Regions from separate parts of the Sus scrofa genome. Here region 2 is linked to region 1. The links are chromatin contacts, called in public HiChIP or PLAC-seq maps. All regions are on one chromosome and are shown on one strand. Each heading gives the region's core, a stretch centred on a gene start, on an enhancer-like site or on the middle of the called end of the contact. The rest is flanking DNA. Distances are from core to core; before and after follow the strand shown.

Region 1 (3,061 bases), core at 198-2,697:
AAAAAGGAAAGAAAGAAGAAAGAAAGAAAGAAAGAAAAGGCAGATCATGTCCTTTCTCTACTCAAAACTCTTTATTTCTTCCTCATCGCACTCAAAATAAAAGTTCCAGTCCAACCATGACCTTATCCACTCCTGCCTCCTTGGCTTCATCCACCCATCCATCCCTAGTCCACTTTCAGAGACTCCAGCCAGAATGGACTCCTATGTTAGTTTTGTTTCTCCAAGAAACAGGCATCGAGATGGAACGAGATGGACAAGAGATTTACTAGTAGAAATTGTCAAAGATAAGTGTAGCTGAACATTAATTAAAGTGATGAAAACGGAATTTATTCAGTAACTGCTGACAGTAAGGGAAATAGCTGAAGCCCAGTCTGAATTGTTCAGAACGTTTTGAGCATTTTAAAGTGAGAATGAACGAGGATTTCCCGTTGTGGCTCAGTGGGTTAAGAATGTGACTAGTATCCATGAAGATGTGGGTTCAATCCCTGGCCTCGCTCAGTTCGTTAAGGATCCAGTGTTGCCACTAGCTGCAGGGTATGTCAAGAATGTGGCTTGGATGATGTTGCTGTGTCTGTGGCATCAGCCAGCATCTGCAGCTCCAATTCATCCCTAGCTTGGGAACTTCTGTATGCTGCAGGTGTGCCCTAAAAAGACCAAAAAAAAAAAAAAAAAGAAAAAGAAAAGAAAAGGGGGGGTGGTGGAAGAGTAAAAGAGAGAGGGAAGCTGGGTCTCAACAGAGGCAGAGAAGTGAAAAAATCACAAAGGGTTAGTGTATATGTGATTAGGCCAGCTATGCTTGCTAGCCAATAACTACTTAAGTCAGGACTCTATCCCCCACAGCGCCTGGGAGGCAAAGGCCTGATCTTTCCTAAGGGTAGTCTTTCAAAGGAATGGCTCTCCCAGCTTTGAGAAAGATGCTTCTAGTTGTGCAAGATACATCATCATGGCTGTAAGCCCTTTCCAGTAAATCTAAGAAAGGGCATGTCCTCAGATGTTGGCTAGAGGAAAGAGTGAATGTTCCCAGTGGTATTGAGCTTTATCAGGCCGGCATTGGTGGGCGGGGGTCATCTTAGAGACACAGCCTATGTTGCTAGGAGTCCTGCTCAAGTTTGGTCAAGTCTCTTCATGCAAGGCTTTGGGCAGAGTTGATATGGGTCTGCAGAGAATTCTGCAGTTCTCAAAATGCCAGGGAACTAAGAGGAGGAAGTGGGAAGGTGGGCAGGGTTTTCCGTACCATGACACAGGGAGTGCCATATACAGGAAAGGAATGTTAGAATAGTGTCACCTGAATAGTGGCCGGGCTGATGGGGAAGCCTCCCAAGTCCTCAAAGTTATGATGAGAGGAATCCTCAGCCTGGACGCACCACCATGTTCACGCTGAGGCCACACTCCCCAGTGCTGCTCCTGGCCAGTGGCTGAAAGGAATCACATTCCCCATCCAGGGGGAATGGCAGCTGCGGCTGTAGCCAACTATTGCCTTCCCAGCAGGGAATCCAAGCAGGGCGTTTTCATGGCCATCACACCTCCTTACTGTTGCCAGAGCACTCCAGGGTCACTCCTTCTCTGGCTGTTTCCTCTGCATGGAACACTCTCCTGCTGACACCCATTGAGTCCCTTCACCTTGGTGAGAATTCAGGCTGTACTCAAAAGTCCCTGTCCAGGGAAGGCTCCCAACCCATCCTGTCTCAAATGTTGCCCACAGACCACTAATATCCTATAAACCTCTTCCTTGGTGTGATTTTTCCTTCTTGAGCACTTATTACCATTTAAAATATCTTAGGTTTTATTGTTTATTGTTTACGTCCCTCCAACTAGAATGTAAAGGATTTGTTTTTATTAGGACTGTATTTCCATCATGTAGAATGGTTTTAGAAACATGGTTAGGTACTTAATAAATACCTGTAAATTCATTTTAATGAAAGTAATGGGACTATTGACTCTGCCCCTCAGAACATTCTAGTCTTTCTGCTGTAGCTTGGGAAAAGAAAAATGATGTTCTCTCAGAGATCTCAAACAGGGTTGGCACTAGGGCTATTTACAGGCTAAACTTTGTGGTTATGTCCAGGGCTGGGTTTTTTATTTTTCTTTTTTAATCTGCAAAGCTGCCTTGTCAATAAAGCAAATACTAAAATCCCATTTGATGAAACAACTAAGTATCAGGTCATTTCTAAAACTGAGACTTTCTTGGGAAACCACCTGAAAACCCCAAACCTACTTCTCTTGGGCTTTTTGTTTTGTTTTCTGCTTTTTTCAGGGCCGCACCTGCAGCATATGGAGGTTCCCAGGCTAGGGGTCAAGTTGGAGCTGTAGCTGCTGGCCTATGTCACAGCCACAGCAACACAGGATCTGAGCGGTGTCTGCAACCTACACCACAGCTCACAGCAATGCCAGATCCTTAACTCACTGAGCAAGGCCAGGGATCAAACCTAAATCCTCATGCATGCTAGTCAGTTTTGTTAACCACCGAGCCACTACGGGAATTCCCTTTTGGGCTCTTATTTTAGAATTATTCCAGGATTTGTCTTCTTCCTCTGATAGGGAGTCAGAGATGGAGTGGGGACAGAGGAGTTTCAGGATGCTTGCTTAGTTTGACAATTAGTTTTCTCTTCCAGGTTTGCGAGACTTTGCACAACCCAGTTTGCTAGTCTGTGAAAAAACAACACAAAACCTACAGAGATCTGAGCAATTACTACCCAGAGTACTGTTGTATGTCCATTGCTACTTATTACTTTAGAATCTGCTGATGTTCAACATCAAAGTACAAACGATTGTTCCATTTGGAATTGAGAGAGTACTCATGTAGCTGACTTGCCAAAACAACTGATGGAAATGAAAAAAAAAAAAAAAAAGCAAAAGAAAGAGAATCCCAGAACAGTTGGAAGAATCCTTTTTCTTCTGCCTAATTTCTAGAATGAAAGGCACAGAGAGAAAATGATCTCTGCCAGATGAATGAAGATTAAACAATGACCTCTGGAAGACAATCTTTCTCTTTCGGATTTGATTTTCAACTTCTGAAGTAGAACTGAACCAAGACAATAAAGTAAGTTTGATATGTATACGG
Region 2 (3,343 bases), core at 39-2,538, 570 kb before region 1:
TTTTGTTTTTCTTGTTTTCAAACTTTTAAGAAAGAGTGCCGCAGCTTGACGTACCCTCTGTTTAGCTTTGCTGTGATGTCTTTAAGAGGAGTGCACATTTTGTATTGACTCATCACATGGCTTTAAAAATCACATGAAGATGGTTTTGTTTGTCTCATTTCTAATAACAAGCTGTTGGTCTTTGGACCATGGTGACTTCTGCCTGTGTTCTGATCTGTTAGTTTAAATCAGGCTTTCTTGGTGGGGAGGGGACAAGGGTGCCCCCCGCATGCTGGGTGTCGTATGATCAGGAGCCCCAAGTCACAGATTGCATTATGGGAGACGGACAGGCTGGAGCAGACTCAAGCTCCCTGCAGCTGGGCTCACCCCAGAAGTCACAACTGTCCTTCTTTAGGTGGATTTAATGTCCCCCCTGAGGATGTCAGTCCCTCCCAGAAGCAGATCCAGGAATTTGGCAAGAGGAGAATATTTTCCTCATTGACTCAGGCTAGGCACACAGCTGGGCCCTAGAACTATCCAGAAAACAGCCAAATGTCCAGACTCACACAATCAGACACTTGGCTACCAAAACAAACAAACAAAAAATCATAAACTGTGAGTTTTTGGCTTTCCGGAGTCTCAGAAAAATAAAATCAGACAATTCAACTGACTAAATCCAAAACAAAATGGATTTCTTTAATAAAATCAGGAACCCGAGTTTGTTTTTCCGGTAAACCTTGAAAGGTTTATTCAGACATAGGACTCAGCTTCAGATAACTAATTCAATGGATTAAAGGAGAGTCTTTTGACGGGTGCCGTGTTTTTTCTTTTTTAGTTTTACTTCAATAGGGGATCCTTTGTCTGGAATTTGGGGAGAGGTTTGACACTTTATTGCAAACAGCAAATTGGGCTGCATTGCTGGAGATCAGGACCCCAGCCTCAGAGCTTGGCTTAGCCGGAGAAGTGATGGGGGGGCCAGAGCCGTTGGGGCAGCTAGCTGGCTCACCGCCTCCTTTCTTAATCTCCTCAGGCGAAGACTGTGACATCGACATAAATGAATGTGACAGTAACCCCTGCCATCACGCCGGGACCTGCCTGGACCAGCCCAATGGGTATACCTGCCACTGCCCACATGGCTGGGTGGGAGCAAACTGTGAAATCCGTAAGTATTTCTGCAGCTCCGTCACTGTTATTTGCCATTACATTTTCATTCAACAAGCAGAGGATGCCAGTGGCACCCAGCCAGTCCTCGTAGACGAGGCGGTGAGGCCCTGGGGGGACCTCGTGTCACCCGCACCTCCGAGTCCCAGCAGAAGACTTTTGCTCACTGCCTTATTCAGCTCCCACTCGCTCTATGAATCCAGTCTTTCCACCGGGATGAGAAGATGCAGATGTCATCCAGAGGTCACAGCTGCTAAGAGAGCCAAAAATGTGCGTAGCTGAGAAACATTAGCATCGTATCAAGAAAGAGCGTCTTTGTGTTGAAAGAGTAAAACGAAACAAAACAAAACACACGCAGAATGTAAATTCACTTTGCGGTTATGTCTTCAAGTGTCTTCAGACGTATTCATTTCCATCAGTTGCCTGGAGAAAAGTCCAGTGAGGATGAGTGTAAAAGAAAACCTAAAAAGCATTTTAAGGGGCTTGGAGTGAAGTGTTCTCTAAAGACGGAGCCACGAGGTTTGACAGTGTCAGGATGGGGATTTTTTATACTAAAATAATGTCTCTATTGGGAGGGAGTTGAAAAGGAGAACTGCCCTGGAATTGAGTTTTCGTTGTTTTGTCAACTGCTGAAAATTTAACTGTAAAAGGTGTTTTCCTCTCATTTTAATTAGAGCAGGTGGGTTTGAATCTTTCATAACAGCTCCCTCCTGGGCCCTCTTGCCTCCTACTCCTCACGGGCAAAGCCAGCTCATCTGCTGTGTGAGTTTGGAAGGAGGCAGCTAGGTCTACATAGCACTGTCTGTCTCCTTCCTGGGCTGGCCTGCGGCTGCTTCTTCTCTTCCATGCTCTATGTGTTTCAAGAGCAGGCCCCTCACTGGTGGCCCAGCACAGCCTATGGCAAAGTGAGCTGGTCTAATGCCTAGTGTGTGTGTGTGTGTGTGTGTGTGTGTCTGAGGTCAGGGAGTGGCCAGTATCAGGAACTCTTCTTATCTGCAAATATGGACCACAGTCTTCAACAGCAGCTTGACCAGTACTGGAGGTGTTATTTGGGCTCTTCTCTGCTCACACTTTGTCTTTCATCTTGGCCCAGAGCTTGAGCGGGGAAGAGGATAATTCCTTTTAGGTCTTCCCCTCAACCTTTCCAAATACTTCCCTGCAGAATGGTCTTAGGATCAACTGTCCTTGCTCACAGTGGGGCGAAAAATACTCTTCTTGTTGAAAAAAAAAGGAAGGAGAGGGATTCCAGCGGTGCAAATGCGAAGGGCTGTGATTTGACATAGAATATTAAGACTTAAGTAGGTATAGGGTGTTAAGTCCAGTCTGGTGAGATCTGTTGGTGAAAAGGATCCCAGATGTAGGCAAACAGGACCTCTGTCCTTGCCCTGGGCATGGCGCTTACCATGTGGCTGAATTTAGTTGAGAAATGACAAGTTCCATGCCTTGGGGGCAGAGAAGTATCTATTTGTAATTTTAAAATCCTATTTGTGAAGATAAATATATGGTGGAGTGTGGATAAAAAGTCAGGAACAGAAAGGATGCCCTTAAGTAGTTTTGAACTAAAAGTTTATAGATAATTATAAAAAACGTTATAATTTTAAAAAGGTAATTATAAAGCTTTAGATAATTATAAAGAATCTAAATTTTACCTCCCTCTGGTGATGATAATATAGGCAAAAGATATATAAGTTTGGAATAATAAAGATAAAAATTGCCCTCATAGGGAGTTCCCATCATGGGTCAGCAGTTAATGAACCCGACCAGGATCAGTGAGGATGCGGGTTCCATCCCTGGCCTCGCTCAGTGGGTTAGGATCCAGCATTGCCGTGAGCTGTGGTGTAGGTCACAGACACGGCTTGGATCCCAAGTGGTTGTGGCTGTGGCTGTGGTGTAGGCTGGCAGCTTCATATTCTAGTTCCATCATGTTCTAGCTGTGTGGCCTGGACAAAGAAATTTATCTCTTGGAACCTTATCTTTTTCACTTGTAAAATAGTGATAAGGAAGGTTACTGTGAGGACTAAGGAGGCAAATTTGTGCAGATCTCTGCTATGCAGTAGGCACTAAATAAATGCCATTTGTCCTTTCTCTTTCGGTTGACACAACTATAGCTCTTATACCATGAGCTACTCCTGGAGAGGACCAGCCTTTGGCAATTGTCACTTTAGATGATCTATGTCCAGGGCACAGACCGTTGTGAATGACT

What was found. HiChIP or PLAC-seq counts read pairs in DNA pulled down with a chosen protein or histone mark.
Region 2: a contact with region 1 is called in an H3K27ac HiChIP or PLAC-seq map of skeletal muscle, with 10 times the contacts expected there. The contact joins two enhancer-like sites. A contact is called at or near these places in 1 of 47 Hi-C or Micro-C datasets (heart right ventricle) and 1 of 2 datasets of contacts at active chromatin or transcription factors (skeletal muscle).

Annotation. Positions count from the first base shown.
Region 1 is chr15:129,864,072-129,867,132 of Sscrofa11.1, reverse strand. No RefSeq gene overlaps it. Among named protein-coding and RNA genes, the nearest start is that of PID1, 350 kb to the left of the region's middle. Within about 2 kb of position 1,447, at least 10 of the 83 cell types and tissues checked have an H3K27ac peak or open chromatin away from gene starts, as enhancers often do. A contact at or near this core is called in skeletal muscle, where this site is marked.
Region 2 is chr15:130,431,151-130,434,493 of Sscrofa11.1, reverse strand. It overlaps DNER (delta and Notch-like epidermal growth factor-related receptor), which reads left to right. Exons shown (of 13, transcript XM_021076495.1): 11 at 1,010-1,141. Among named protein-coding and RNA genes, the nearest start is that of PID1, 220 kb to the right of the region's middle. Within about 2 kb of position 1,288, at least 12 of the 83 cell types and tissues checked have an H3K27ac peak or open chromatin away from gene starts, as enhancers often do. A contact at or near this core is called in skeletal muscle, where this site is marked.